2 separate regions of the Arachis hypogaea genome follow, and region 1 is linked to region 2. Evidence: chromatin contacts called from public Hi-C data. All regions are on one chromosome and are shown on one strand. The core of a region is the stretch at or near the end of the contact, and the rest is flanking DNA. Distances in the headings are between cores, read along the strand shown. Region 1 holds the start of LOC112763855 (24-methylenesterol C-methyltransferase 2). Region 2 holds the start of LOC112766720.

Region 1 (7,315 bases), core at 1,056-3,555, 210 kb before region 2:
TCTTATGGTAAAGATGATTTTTAATTAATTATCCTTGTGTGCATACCGTTATCAATTTAATTTGGCTACTATTAAAATGTTTCAAATTTATTTCGGTGATTTCACAAACCTTCTAATAATAACCGATGAATAAATAGTCAACCATATCCAGAAATGAAATGATATCAAACTAAAACCTAAGGCAAGCATGCCCAAAATCATACAATTAAATTTGACAATGTTCAAAAAATGAAAATGAATTGAGTTGATAGGTGAGTACAATGTGCAATACTTGTGATAGGTATGTTTTTCACTATTTTGTCATGTTTAGTGATTATAAGGACATATATATAATATATGATAATTTAATATATTAATGTGTTTGATTGTAGAAACTCCACAAGCAACGATAATAATGTTTTAAATTTAGAAGAATCAAATCCTGTTAAAAGTGATAATAAAGCTAATATTAGGAGTGTTTTTGTTGAGTTTCTCAAGCACGTTCTATGTTAATACACATTGTTAATTATTTTCATAGGATACACAATATTAATTAATTTAAGGATATGTAATGAGTTGAATTATTATTCTTTACATAATCTGATTTGTTGATTTGATGTGCCAAGTACAAATTATAGGGAGAAATTCTACAAGGAGTGTCTTGAACCCTTACAAGGTGGGTTAATATTGGTTGAGAAAGATTTCAAAGCCATTGAAGAAGTATTAGAGGAAGCATTTGCCAAAGTTGACGCCAAGTTATTGAAACGGTAAAGCCAATAAACTAGTCTACAAAGTAGGGAATCCATAAAATGTGTCTAATTGAATTGGTTTCTATATTGGTATTATTCAATTGAAGGTTTAGATAATATTTCATTTTTTAAAGGCTTGAAATGAACAGAGAAGAGGATGAATCAAGCGCAACGGCAACTACAGTCTTCATGGGGACGCTACGCTGCCCGTTTTGCACATTGGCGACTCATCTCTAGTATGTATTATCAATCTTACAATAAGTTTTTGATGTAGAGTATTATGTTTTATTTTTGAAATAGAACTTCTTAATTTGGTGACAATTAATTGCTATCTTTTTTTTATTTTTAAGTTTAAATTTTGACCTTCAAACCTTTAGTGATGATGAAGATGTGAAAAGTGATCAAGAATAAAAATTGAAAATTCTCTTATATTTAATGATGCGATTTTTTTTTTATTATAGTGTGAAATTTGTAATGATCAATTATTAACTTTTTTTAATTTCAAGTTATTTGACATTATATAAATCTTATGTTTGTATTTTAATTTAAATATAAATTTTAAATTTTTATCTTAATTTATATAAGAATATATAAAAATTAAAATATTATTTATTTTTTATAAGAGCGGATAAGGGTGGGGCGAGTTAGAGTAATACTCCGGATAGGAGTGAAGCGGGTAGTATAAGAGTGCAAAGAGGACGGAACAAAGTTGGATAGGACAAATACTCGTCCGGTCGTCCCTACCCACTCCACTGACATCCCTAAGAATGGATGGATGGAGCTGTGGAATCCGGACAAGGTTAATGGACTTAGCCCATAAATAAAAAAAAAATAAAGAATAAATAAATAATAATTTAGATTCTAGAAATAATAATAATAATAATAATAATAATGATGTCAATGAATTATATCTTAAATAATATAGTCTTTCCATATTTATTTAGAGCGGGCGAGTTTGAGTCTTATTCTTAACTTTAAAAAAAAAAATAATAATAATAATAATAATAATAATAATAATAAGAAGAAGAAGAAGAAAGCCTTGTGCTGCGTTTGTTGCATTTTTTTAATTTTTAATTTTTAATTTTGTGAACTTAAATTATTAATCAATAATCAATAATGGATAAATTAAAAATAATAAAAATCAACTAATGACCAGTTTGTATGAATTTTAAATACTTGATTTTCAATTTTTTTTATTAACTGATTATAAGTTAACTTTTGTTATTCACCTATCAAATATAATTAATGTAATTAATTTGAGTTTAAATCTAATTACCTCTACATGTGGTCGAGGCGGCCATCTTAGGACTTCCAGATTCTATGTTAAAATGCTAACTTTAGTTTAATAGATTTATTTAATTTTTGAATTTTTTTGTGACAATTGAATTTTTGAATTATACATTCTTGTCTTGCCCATAATATCTTATAATTCATATATTATTAATTAAGTATTCATAGTGACACTAAGTTATTCATTTAAATAAGATAATTAACGAAAAATAGAAAATTAGTGGATGTTATAATCAAGAAAGAAAAATTGTCCTTTCTATAAGACACTATTAATCTGAAGATGTATGCCATGTGTTTATGATGAGAGAAGATCATGTCATCTTCTTTGGTCCTAATTTCCTCCTCTCTCATCACAAGAAGTCAAGAATGACTCACAAACCACCACCGTGACCCTGGCGCCATCTCGTTAATAACTCCATCGGCGCTGTAAGTTTCCCTCTTTCTTAGCCTGCACGTTTGTCGTTAGTGCTCCCAAAGTGGTACATCCTCCACTGCAAGTTCGTAAATTTAAATTCTAGTTAAGAATTTGTTGAGAGACAAATAATTACTGCTTTGAAATGGTGGAATTGGACCATCGAACATTTATTTAAACAAAAGATTGAATTAATCACTCAGCTAATTTAAATTGGTTCGAAATTGCTTGTTCCTTATTTTTTTGGCGGCTCAAAACACCCCCTTTAAGCTGCTAAACTCAAGCTCTAGTGCCGTCCAAATTATTCAGGGTCCAATGTCCGTTATGGCCGGAGGAGGCAATCTCCAACACGATAACTCGGTGATACTTCGGCGGCGACAGGTTTAACATGCGGCAGCAGGTACATTAGACAAGTTTTATGGTGTATTCGAGGGAACTTAGCTATATGTCATACCAAGCCACATGTCTATTTATTACCATTAGATTTGTCTTCTTCATGTGAAGATTTATTTCTTAGATCTTCACCATCGCCTAAACAATGGGGGGTTGGGTTGTTCATCTGATTAAACAAAACAAACCAGAATTCACGCGCCAAGCACGTGGACGGACACAAAAACAAAAGACACAGAAGATTTTTTTTCCCTTGAAATTAATAAGTAATAAATAAATATAATAAGGTCGCAGAAAATATCTGATATGCTAAAACAATTTGGTTTAATAAAAAAATTACCCATTCGAAAAATTTCTCTTCTATATATGATAACATAATTTGTCATTAGTGTTTTTTTTTCCGTGAGATTATTATTTTGAGGATGTATCTATTTGGTTGAAATGAATAATAAAATTAAAAAAAAAAATAATAATAAATATGTGGGAGAGAAAGACAAAGGGTCTCGCTTCACTTAACTAGAGAGGAGTACTAGCTAGTTAACACATCCAGCGCCTCCAAAGTAAAGTAGGCTGAGAAATTCTCTGCCCCTTTTCTTTCTCTTCCCTCTCCCAATGGATTCGCTCTCTCTCTTCTGTACCGGAGCACTTCTCGCCGGCGGCCTCTACTGGTTCGTCTGCATTTTGGGCCCCGCCGAGCAGAAGGGCAAGCGCGCCACCGATCTGTCCGGCGGCTCCATATCCGCCGAGAAAGTCCAAGACAACTACAAGCAATACTGGTCCTTCTTCCGCCGCCCAAAGGAAATCGAAACCGCCGAGAAGGTTCCAGACTTCGTCGACACATTCTACAACCTCGTAACTGACATCTACGAGTGGGGTTGGGGTCAGTCCTTCCATTTCTCCCCTTCAATACCCGGCAAGTCCCACCGTGACGCCACGCGCCTCCACGAGGAGATGGCCGTCGATCTCATCCAGGCGAAGCCTGGTCACAGAATACTGGACGTCGGGTGCGGAGTAGGTGGGCCCATGCGTGCCATCGCAGCCCACTCGAGAGCCAACGTGGTGGGCATCACCATCAACGAGTACCAGGTGAACCGGGCCAGGATCCATAACAAGAAGGCCGGGCTGGACTCTCTCTGCGAAGTTGTGTGCGGCAATTTCTTGGAGATGCCGTTCCCTGATAACAGCTTTGACGGCGCGTACTCCATAGAAGCCACTTGTCACGCACCCAAGCTCGAAGATGTGTACGCTCAAATTTTTAGGGTTTTGAAACCTGGCGCACTCTACGTTTCTTATGAGTGGGTTACGACGGACAAGTATAGAGGTGAAAACCCTGAACACGTGGAGATCATTCAGGGAATCGAGAGAGGTGACGCTTTGCCTGGGCTTAGGAGCTACGCTGATATTGCTGAGACGGCTAGGAAGGTAGGGTTTGAGGTGGTTAAGGAGCAGGATCTGGCTAAACCGCCGGCTCAGCCGTGGTGGAGCCGGCTCAAGATGGGTCGGATCGCTTACTGGAGGAACCACATTGTGGTCACTGTTCTGGCGGCGCTGGGGATTGCCCCCAAGGGTACCGTGGATGTTCACGAGATGCTATTCAAGACCGCTGACTATTTGACCAGAGGTGGTGACACTGGGATTTTCTCACCGATGCACATGGTCCTCTGCAGAAAACCAAAATCCCCTCCTACTACTACAACATCATCTTAGTCATCATCATTTTCAGGTACTCTGTTAAAGAAAAAAAAAAAAGAAAAAAAGGAAAAACCTGGTAACCTGTTTCAATGTGCCTCCGCTAGCTGCCACCACCATCCCCAAATTTATTCTTCGTTTCTTTTTTTTTTTTATAATTTTAATTTCAATTTGGATTTAGCTTATTTTTATTTATGTGAACTCGGTGTAGTTTGGTTTTTGAGATCTTTGATTTTAGCTTTTTGTTCAAGCAGTCGCCTTATAATTAATTCATGTTAATGTCTCCTTTAATTTAGTAGAATTCCTTCTGATTGTTTGGTGGTTGGTCTTTGATGGAGGTTGAGAACTGTCTGATTTAACTGGCGTATTTTAAGGGGAGAGAGGGGGGTCACTTCAATTATTCGATTGAATGATTCCGAAAACTCGCATACTTCAGAATTAGGGTGCCAGTTGTTAAAGATTTTGATTTTGATTTTGATTTTGATTAGATGGGATTATTAGATGGTTAAAAAAGTTGGGTAGATGTGTGAAAGTCTGAAAATGAAATAAGAGTTGTACCCGCACATGTTAGATGACTACACTAGCGTGCGCTTAGGTGGCAACCACTAGTGATAACTTTAGACTCGTAGTATAGTACCCGTAACGTGGTCTTGCTTGTGCTTTTCTGAGGTCTGAATCTGAATCTGGCCCTGCTTTGTTGTGTTTTTTTTTTTTTTTTTTTGTGTGTGCCTTTACTCTTGTCACGTTGTGCGTCGATTTTTATGTTGTTTTTTTTTTCTTTCTTCCTTGTTGAAAGCTGACGTGCCACACATGTAACGACATCTGGCCAGCACTTGCTTTGGATCTGCCAATCCTTGCTCTCATCGTGTTCCCGTGACGACGCCACCTAGGCGTGTGTTAAGTAAAAGCGTATCACATTTAACACCCTTTCTTCTTTGGTTCTTTTCCGAGTAAATACCAATTCGGTCCCTGTCAATTTCTCAAAATGACAAGACGATTCTTAACAAAAAATATGTTCTATTACGGTCCCTAACTCTGTATCCGGTCCTTTTGTCAGTTTTTCGGCGAAAACTCGACGGAAATTACTGACGTATAAGGTTAAAAAATGGACAGAGACGTAGTTGTCTCTAAATTTAAATTGGTTAGAGGTTTATTTGTCTTTATTATTCTTTAAACAATATTTTTAATTATATTTTTATTCATTATATTAATATTTTTTTAAATAAAAAAGTACAAACTAATTAATAAATTATTCAAATTTAAAAATATCATTTATTATGAAACCAATAAATAATTTTTAAATATAATTTTTAAATATATAAATAATAAACATTAAAATTCAGTTAATACATTAATAATAATAACTAGTGAAAGATCCAAAAAATTTTGATAGTGGAGGCGAAATATATATAACATGATAATAATTTTTATAATAAAAATATTACGTTTACATAAAAAATTAGCTATCAAATTATCTACTATAAATTTGAGTATATATGAACTTATTTTTAATGTGTATTTTGTATTTCGAAATTTGTATTTTAAGATTTATTCTGCACAAGTGATTATTTTATATTTACATAGCATAATTGATGTTATAATTATATTTTATTATTATAAAATATGATTAGGTTTCAAGATATCTAATTACAAATTAAAATACGAAAATAGTAATTTTAAATAATAACACATAATTTAAAATTTAATTTTTTATATTTCATATTTTGAAACATTGACAATATAATTAAAATGTCCATTTTTTAGTAAAAAAATGTCTTTTTTTTTGTATATGTCGTTAAACAATGATTTAAAACTCAACTTTCATACAATTAGCTTTTGATGATATTCATAGTTGAAAAAATTCATTCAATTAGTATAGTTATTATGAAAAAAAAAACTAAAGCTAATTTCAAAAGAAGAAACACAAATAGATAGATAATATTCTTTTGAGTCGATTTCTAAAAAAGAACACCAATCTTATTTAAATTTAAAATTTGATTATTATAATGAAAATCTAATATGAAGTTCTCAAATTGATTATCAAGTGTCGAAAGTTGAATAAAAAATTATTATGGGGTCAAATTTAATAATTTAATGGAGGCAAATAAATATTATTATTATATACTACTCAATAAAATTTCAAACTGTAGTGGGGCGCTTGCCCCCACACCTATAGGAATGGATCCATTGGTGATAATAACCCTATGATATACTATTAATATTATAAATAATGAACACATTATTTGATATATAGTAAACTTTTTTTTACTAGTAACAAATTTAATTTTTTATCTCTTCACTTTATTGTAAAAATTAGCTAAATCATAATACTAATAGTATATCATAGGGTTATTATTATTAATGTATTAACTGAATTTTAATGTTTATTATTTATATATTTAAAAATTATTTATTTGGTTTTATAATAAATGATATTTTTAAATTTGAATAATTTATTAATTAGTTTATACTTATTTATTAAAAAAATAATATTAATATAATGAATAAAAAAATAATTAAAAAATATTATTTAAAGAATAATACGGACAAATAAACCTCTAACTAATTTAAATTTAGAGACAATTAGGTCCCTGTCCATTTTTTAACCTGACATGTCAGCAATTTCGGTCAAATTTTCACCAAAAAACTGACAAAAGGACCGGGTTGGCAGACGAAATATAGGATCAGAGACCATAATAAAACGTATTTTTGATTAAGGGTCGTCTTATCATTTTAAGAAATGAACATGGACCAAATTAGTACTTTACTCTTCTTTCCCACCATGGTTTATGCACCGTGTACACCA
Region 2 (6,474 bases), core at 2,393-4,892:
TATCAGTTAACTCTTATTAACAATGCATTCGCCCACCTAACATATATTGTGTATTAGTTTTTATAAAAGTATCCTAAACATAGCTACACATACATGCTCTAACATAAACATAAAAAAAAAAAAGACTAACCTTGAAGTCAACTGCCTTAGTGATGTGCCATGTTGCGTTCAGTTGGTTAATGTTCGGATAACGTGCATCTGTGCGCATCATAATAGTCGAGTAATTCGATAATATGATTAGAAAATGGTAGAAGTTGGAGAAAAGTTGAAGAAATAGGACAAATGTCTATCTAAAGGGCGCTATAAACAAATTATATATATAGGCCGCATCCTCTCTTATCTCGTTTACAGTATAAATGAAATAAGATTACATGTATCTTGTTTACACTGTCAACGAGATAAGGTTGTTACACATCATATGTACAAATGTGATTATATGTCGTTTTCACTCTTATCTCGTTTACAGTGTAAATGAGATACATCTAATCTTATTTTGTTATTGTAAACAAGATAAGACATATGATGGATTTTCATAAAAATGCTAGAAATTGTATATTTTGGTAAATAAAATATTTATTTTATTTATTTAAAAAAAATTTCCACAAATTAGAGGGTTCGAGTACAAAAATTAGAGGGTCTGATTTTTGGATATCTTTCGAAAATCGAAAGATTCAATTTCTACTCTCTAAATTAAATCGTTCCATATTTTAGAAAGATACAACAACAATTCACAAATTAAAAAAATTTCATGGTTAGTACCTATTGAACCGCTAGTATATATAATATATAATTATAGTAATTTATTGGTCTTAGTTGATTCAAATTTTTCAGTTGGTCTCCTTTTCATATATATATATATATGAGCTTTATTTAAGGGGTCTATTGCTAGTCATTGGGTTGTGATTATATATTTATATATACTCTTTGTCTCAAGTCTTAACCAGATTTTCAAATTTTTGGTCTCAAGGTTATACTTGGAACATTGGGCCTTTTCCCAAGCTTGGTAGTGGGCCATATTTGGGTGTATGAATTGTCTTTTTCAACTTCTAAACCCACCATTTTTATAAAAAAAAAAAGTCACCATTAATGCAGCTTGATATCACTTAAACAAAGTATCAATTTTCAGACCCAAAAACTATCAATTATTTATCAAGAAAAAAAGTTATCACTTACAAAGTCTTGTACTCAAAAATGGCCCTCTAATTATAAGACATTCCAACCCACGTATATTTTTCTTAAGAGGATTATTGAAAGGAGAGAAAAAGTAGTGCTAGGATATAGTAATGTCATATAGTAATTAATCGAATAAGGTACTTGATCAGTTGATTAATTCACTCTAATTTACAATTCAAAGTTTTCGTTACTGTGAGCAATGCTCGATATGTCACTTGCAAAAGTAATACTGTAATACGATACCGGTCACCAAATTATTAAAGGTCATATCGTACTTATGCTTCCCATCATTGGGATGAAAAGATAGCAGCGGGCTCTAAAAAAACTGGATAAGATATGGAAGCTTTGATGAAGGAATAACAAAATGATTATTTGTTTTTCAAACAAATATTATCATTGGTCTCATATTTGGTAACATCATCTTTGCTTTTAAATGCTTACTAGTTAGTCACACGTTAAAATTTTCGATTGCTACTTGCATAAAAATATTTTTATATAAAAATAATAGTTAAGATATTCATGTATATTATATTAAAAATATTATATGTATACACACTATATATATATATATATATATATGGAGAGTTCTCTGGTGACCAAAGAAGTAGTGGTCAAAGGTGACAAAAAATTAACCCACAAATAAGAGGTTGACATGTAGAATGGTTGATTATAATAAGAATCATTTTAAAAATATGTTTTTGTGAGTTACATTAAAACAAGAGCCATAGTTTTCACAAATTTTCAAAAAAAAATTTGTAGGCCTTCGACAATGTAGACAAAAAATGAGAAAAGCTAAATTATAAGAAAAAATAAAAAAAATATAAATACACCGAAAAAAAGATATAAACAAAAAACTGTGCAATTAATAAAAATGAGAAACCAAGTAAAAAAATAAAAAATAAGAAACTACGACATTAATTTAAAGTTTATAAAAAAATCTTATTATTTTTTGTTATTTTTAAATTTACTTAATTGAATTCCAAACCAACAAATTGAGTAAATTTTTTGTCGGTTTATTTATATTTTTCTTGTTTTTTTCTTATAATTTAGTTTTTCCCATTTTTTTGTCTAGATTGTCGAAGGCCCACAAAATTTTTTTTGAAAATTTGTGAAAATTATAACTCCTTGTTTTAATGTAATTCACAAAAACATACTTTTAAAATGATTCTTATTATAATCAACCATTCCACATGTTAACCTTTTATTTGTGGGTCAATCTTTGGCCACCCTTGACCACTACTGCCTTAGTCACCAGAGAACTATATATATATATATATATATATATATATATAGAATAAAATCACAAAATAAAAAAGATAGTAATAAAAAAATGAATTTGAATATTCAATAGGAGTAATATATTTAAATTTATAAATTTTATTAATCTATTAAATTTCGAATATATATATATATATATATATATAAATATATTATTAATATATTTTCAATAAATATATGTACTATTTTAACTTATTTAATAGTTAATTTTTTGTTTATACCTAATATAATTAATACTATATTAAATAATTTAATTAAATATATTAAATCATCTATAATTTTCAATTATCATTTACATGTAAAGATATTTTTTATATGAATAATCACTTAAATTATGATTATTATGCTTTTCATCATGGCTAACTCCTCTCTCGCCGAAGTTAGATTTTTTAAATAAAGAAACTAAATAATAATTAGATACTCAATGCTATCTAATGATTCTATTCTATGTTATTTTCCCTACGCTATCTAATCTAATGCTTTTGATACAACAGGTTGAAAAAGGCAAAAGAAATAAACATGCAACAAGTATACATGATGTATTCCTAATCCAACGTCTCCTAATACATTTATACATGCAAGTATCGTGGGGTCCAATTTGACCATTTTGGACGCCTGTTGGAAAATGGATGCACTGCATCAAACTTGCACGCTTCGAGGCGTAAGTTAATCCTACAAATTTCATACTATCTTTCAAGCTACGCATCCCCCATTTTTGTCGCCTATGTAGTTTCTCCCCCGTGAGTTACAGCCCAATTAGTAGTAGAAGCTTAAAATGAACAATAATAGTGCGATTATATTGTTCAAAAATCAATTTCATCACTAATGAGAAAGTGTATCTTTAACACTTATTATTATTATTGAACCCTTTGGAACCTAGTTATATCTATATATTAGTTGACAGTTCACCACGATTTGATGCACCACATGAGAAAAAGGATTAGGAAGGAACACCTATCTCTGTCGTCCTTTCCGGTTTTTTAGTATATTTAATTCAATCATATTACGTATACATTAAAATCAGTCACTAATATAATATATATGTTAAAATATAAAATATATATTAAAAATAAATTAAACAATACATATATTTATATACAAATATATAGTGATTAATTTTAGTAACTATTTTAGTATACAAATAATATTTTTTTTTTATTTAATTTGTCTCCGTTTGACATGCAAATCGCGATATTTCACGTAAAGCAATCGCAAGTATACACTACGCTTGCTCCTATTATTAATAATTGAAGTGATTAACTACTCTATGTGACCCTACTCACAATCACAAATATACACGCACAAATGTGATATATAAAGAGCTGGTGGCTTTCCCAGTAAGACAGACAGATAGGAAGCTTTGTTAAATCAAAGGAATTGAAGCTGAGAGATCAATAAAGAAAGGGCTCTACTATAGTGTTAGTGCGTGGGAGAGAAAAATAATATAATTATGGATAAATTGTATTTGTATGGGTTGAGCCACCTCTTTATGACGGTTTTTCTTCATAACTTCTCCACTCATATGGTAATACCAGCCATCACGGATGTAACCATGGCGGCACTCTGTCCCGGAGAGGATGAATGCTCCCTTGCCATCTACCTCACTGGTTTTCAACAAGCGGTTAGTTACCAACCATCATAATTCCCTCTCTTCCTTTCTTCACCCTCATCACCAGTATTCATCAATAATGCATATGCACTTGGTAGTTATTATCTCTGCTGTAGGCGTATACATATTCAGAACGAGAAATGTCAAGTGACTAACATTTTTTCTTTGTTTTTGTCTTACATTTAAATAAACATTAGCCAATTTTCTTCTTCTTAACTATGCCACTGGCAAATATTATTGTCGTAAGCAAAGCTGCTAATTCAGATATTTAAAGCCTTCAATTCAATCTTAAATCTCTTCCCTTTTTGGGAGGAGAATTGAATCTGATTACTTATCTAATAACAGTTTTTAATTAAAACTGGCAATGCAAAACGTTAACGTCAAAAGCGAGGAAACCAATAGGAACTGCTAAGCAACAAATAAACCCCATTTATCATCACATTTCACAACAAATTAGGAAAGTGTTGTATATAGAAATTCAAAATTACTTAGTTTTCTTTAATTTCTTTTCGAGAAAAGCTGAAAGACTAGCAGTCTAATAGAATTGTTTTTGTCCTCTATCAATCCAATTCTTTTAGTCTAATAATTTAATAATATATTTTTATCCCACACTTTAAATATTGTTAACTAAGGATTAACCAAAATGATAAATTCTATTAGTTCTTTAGTATTTTTTCTTTTTTTCCTTTTTTTTTTATATTACTTGAGTGAATACTTGTCATACCGGTCTTAATTATTTTCAAATGCTACAAGAGCATCATCTTTCTGCGTGGAGGTTTTGTTATGTAGAAAAATTTATAGGTGTAATGATAGACTGGTAGGTGAAATTTAATTTGCATGCAGTACACAACACTTGCAGAACCCTTTACGTATGTAATATTTACTATGAATGTAGCTTAAATTAAAAATAAAATCAGATTTTTGTGTTGTTCTTGTTTCAATTTTGAGAAACTCTGTATAACAATGTTAAGAAAAAAAAAAAAGAACAGAGTCAATAAATCAATATAGTTCAGTTGAACGTTATATTAATAATAAAAGATACTATGTAAATTTGTTAATCGACAAACAAAAATGTTTGATAATTAAAAAAGATTAGTAAAAAAAGTTAAAATTTATTTTATTTAGTATTTATTAACTTTAACAATAATTAATAATACTAAATAAAATAAATTCGAACATTTTTTAATTTCTAAAGGATACATTTATTTTATGCAGGATGAACTAAACATGTAAAGTATTATTTATTAAAAGATTATAATTTGCTAGTGAAAATTACATAAGCACTTGATAACAAATAGTTCAACAAATATTATTGTTTAATAACATTCATTATAGAGAATATGTCAGATTGTTTGTACAACTTTTTAAATTAAATGTGAACTGAGTCGATGAATTGATGGGTAGCCTACTTCAAATGTATTGGGCAGTGGGCAGCAATAATTGTTCTAATAGACTTTTGCACCTCAATAAGACGATCACATTTGTTTAGAAAGAGTTAACGTGATAGTGTGCCTTCATCTGTTTGTCCTTACTCAACTAAAGAAACTTCCTTCTCGTCATCGCGTGTCTTGGAGTGTTCATTAGGAGCTCAATCTTAAACTAACATGTCCTAGTTACCCCGCCAAAGAAACTTCCTTCCCATCCATGTTTAGGAGTATTCATTTGCCCCCCGTTCTTTTCTCAGTTTAATTTTTTTTATTAAGTAATTTTTTTCAATCAATATTAATTAATTTTTTAAACTTTTTTATTTATTTTAAATTTAGACTATAAATCATAAATTTTTAATTTTAAAAGTAATTAATATTAACTAACTGAAAATTAATTTTCTATACTTTCTCTTATTTATTTGGTCAATAGCTCTTTCTTTTTTCTTTTGTTTTTGTTGGCCTATTTTTCAGTGAGATGCGCTGTGACTTATATTCCTAATGCCTCCAGTTTCTTTGGCCTTTTCAATTATTCGATTTTCTTGTCTTACACGTTATACGTGAATTGTGAGCCTTGTTTTTTTCAAGGGGAAGCTTCTCTATTTTTGGTACATTTATAATATTACAATATAAGAAATTGTTTTTAGAATACTGGTATTTCATTAGTTATAGTCATTGATCTCGATGATAAAAAATATATATGATATGAAATAATTGAAATCAACGATTAAAATGACAAAAATACTGATATTTTAAAAATATTTAATTTTTTTATAATATATGATAAAAAATTTTATGTAGTCTTTATATAAAGTTATTAGTTAATAATTATTAAATAATTTAATATATTTAATTAAATTATTATCTAACATCTCTCGATTATTAAATTCATATAAAAAATTAAAAATAACTGTACATATATATATATATATATATCATCCACTGTAAACACCGTACCACACAGGCTTTGTGATTTTTGTCACTTTCTGT

What was found. A called contact is a pair of places that touch in the nucleus more often than the background predicts.
Region 1: a contact with region 2 is called in a Hi-C map of leaf, with 6 times the contacts expected there. The contact joins the promoter of LOC112763855 here to the promoter of LOC112766720 in region 2. A contact is called at or near these places in 3 of 8 Hi-C or Micro-C datasets (leaf and an unstated tissue).

The regions. Positions count from the first base shown.
Region 1 is chr17:106,356,606-106,363,920 of arahy.Tifrunner.gnm2.J5K5, reverse strand. LOC112763855 (24-methylenesterol C-methyltransferase 2) reads left to right here and starts at 2,305. Exons shown (of 3, transcript XM_025809411.3): 1 at 2,305-2,444; 2 at 2,740-4,543; 3 at 5,306-5,714. The coding sequence starts at 3,433. The coding sequence ends at 4,527.
Region 2 is chr17:106,148,855-106,155,328 of arahy.Tifrunner.gnm2.J5K5, reverse strand. LOC112766720 reads left to right here and starts at 3,642. Exons shown (of 14, transcript XM_025812613.3): 1 at 3,642-4,072. The coding sequence starts at 3,902.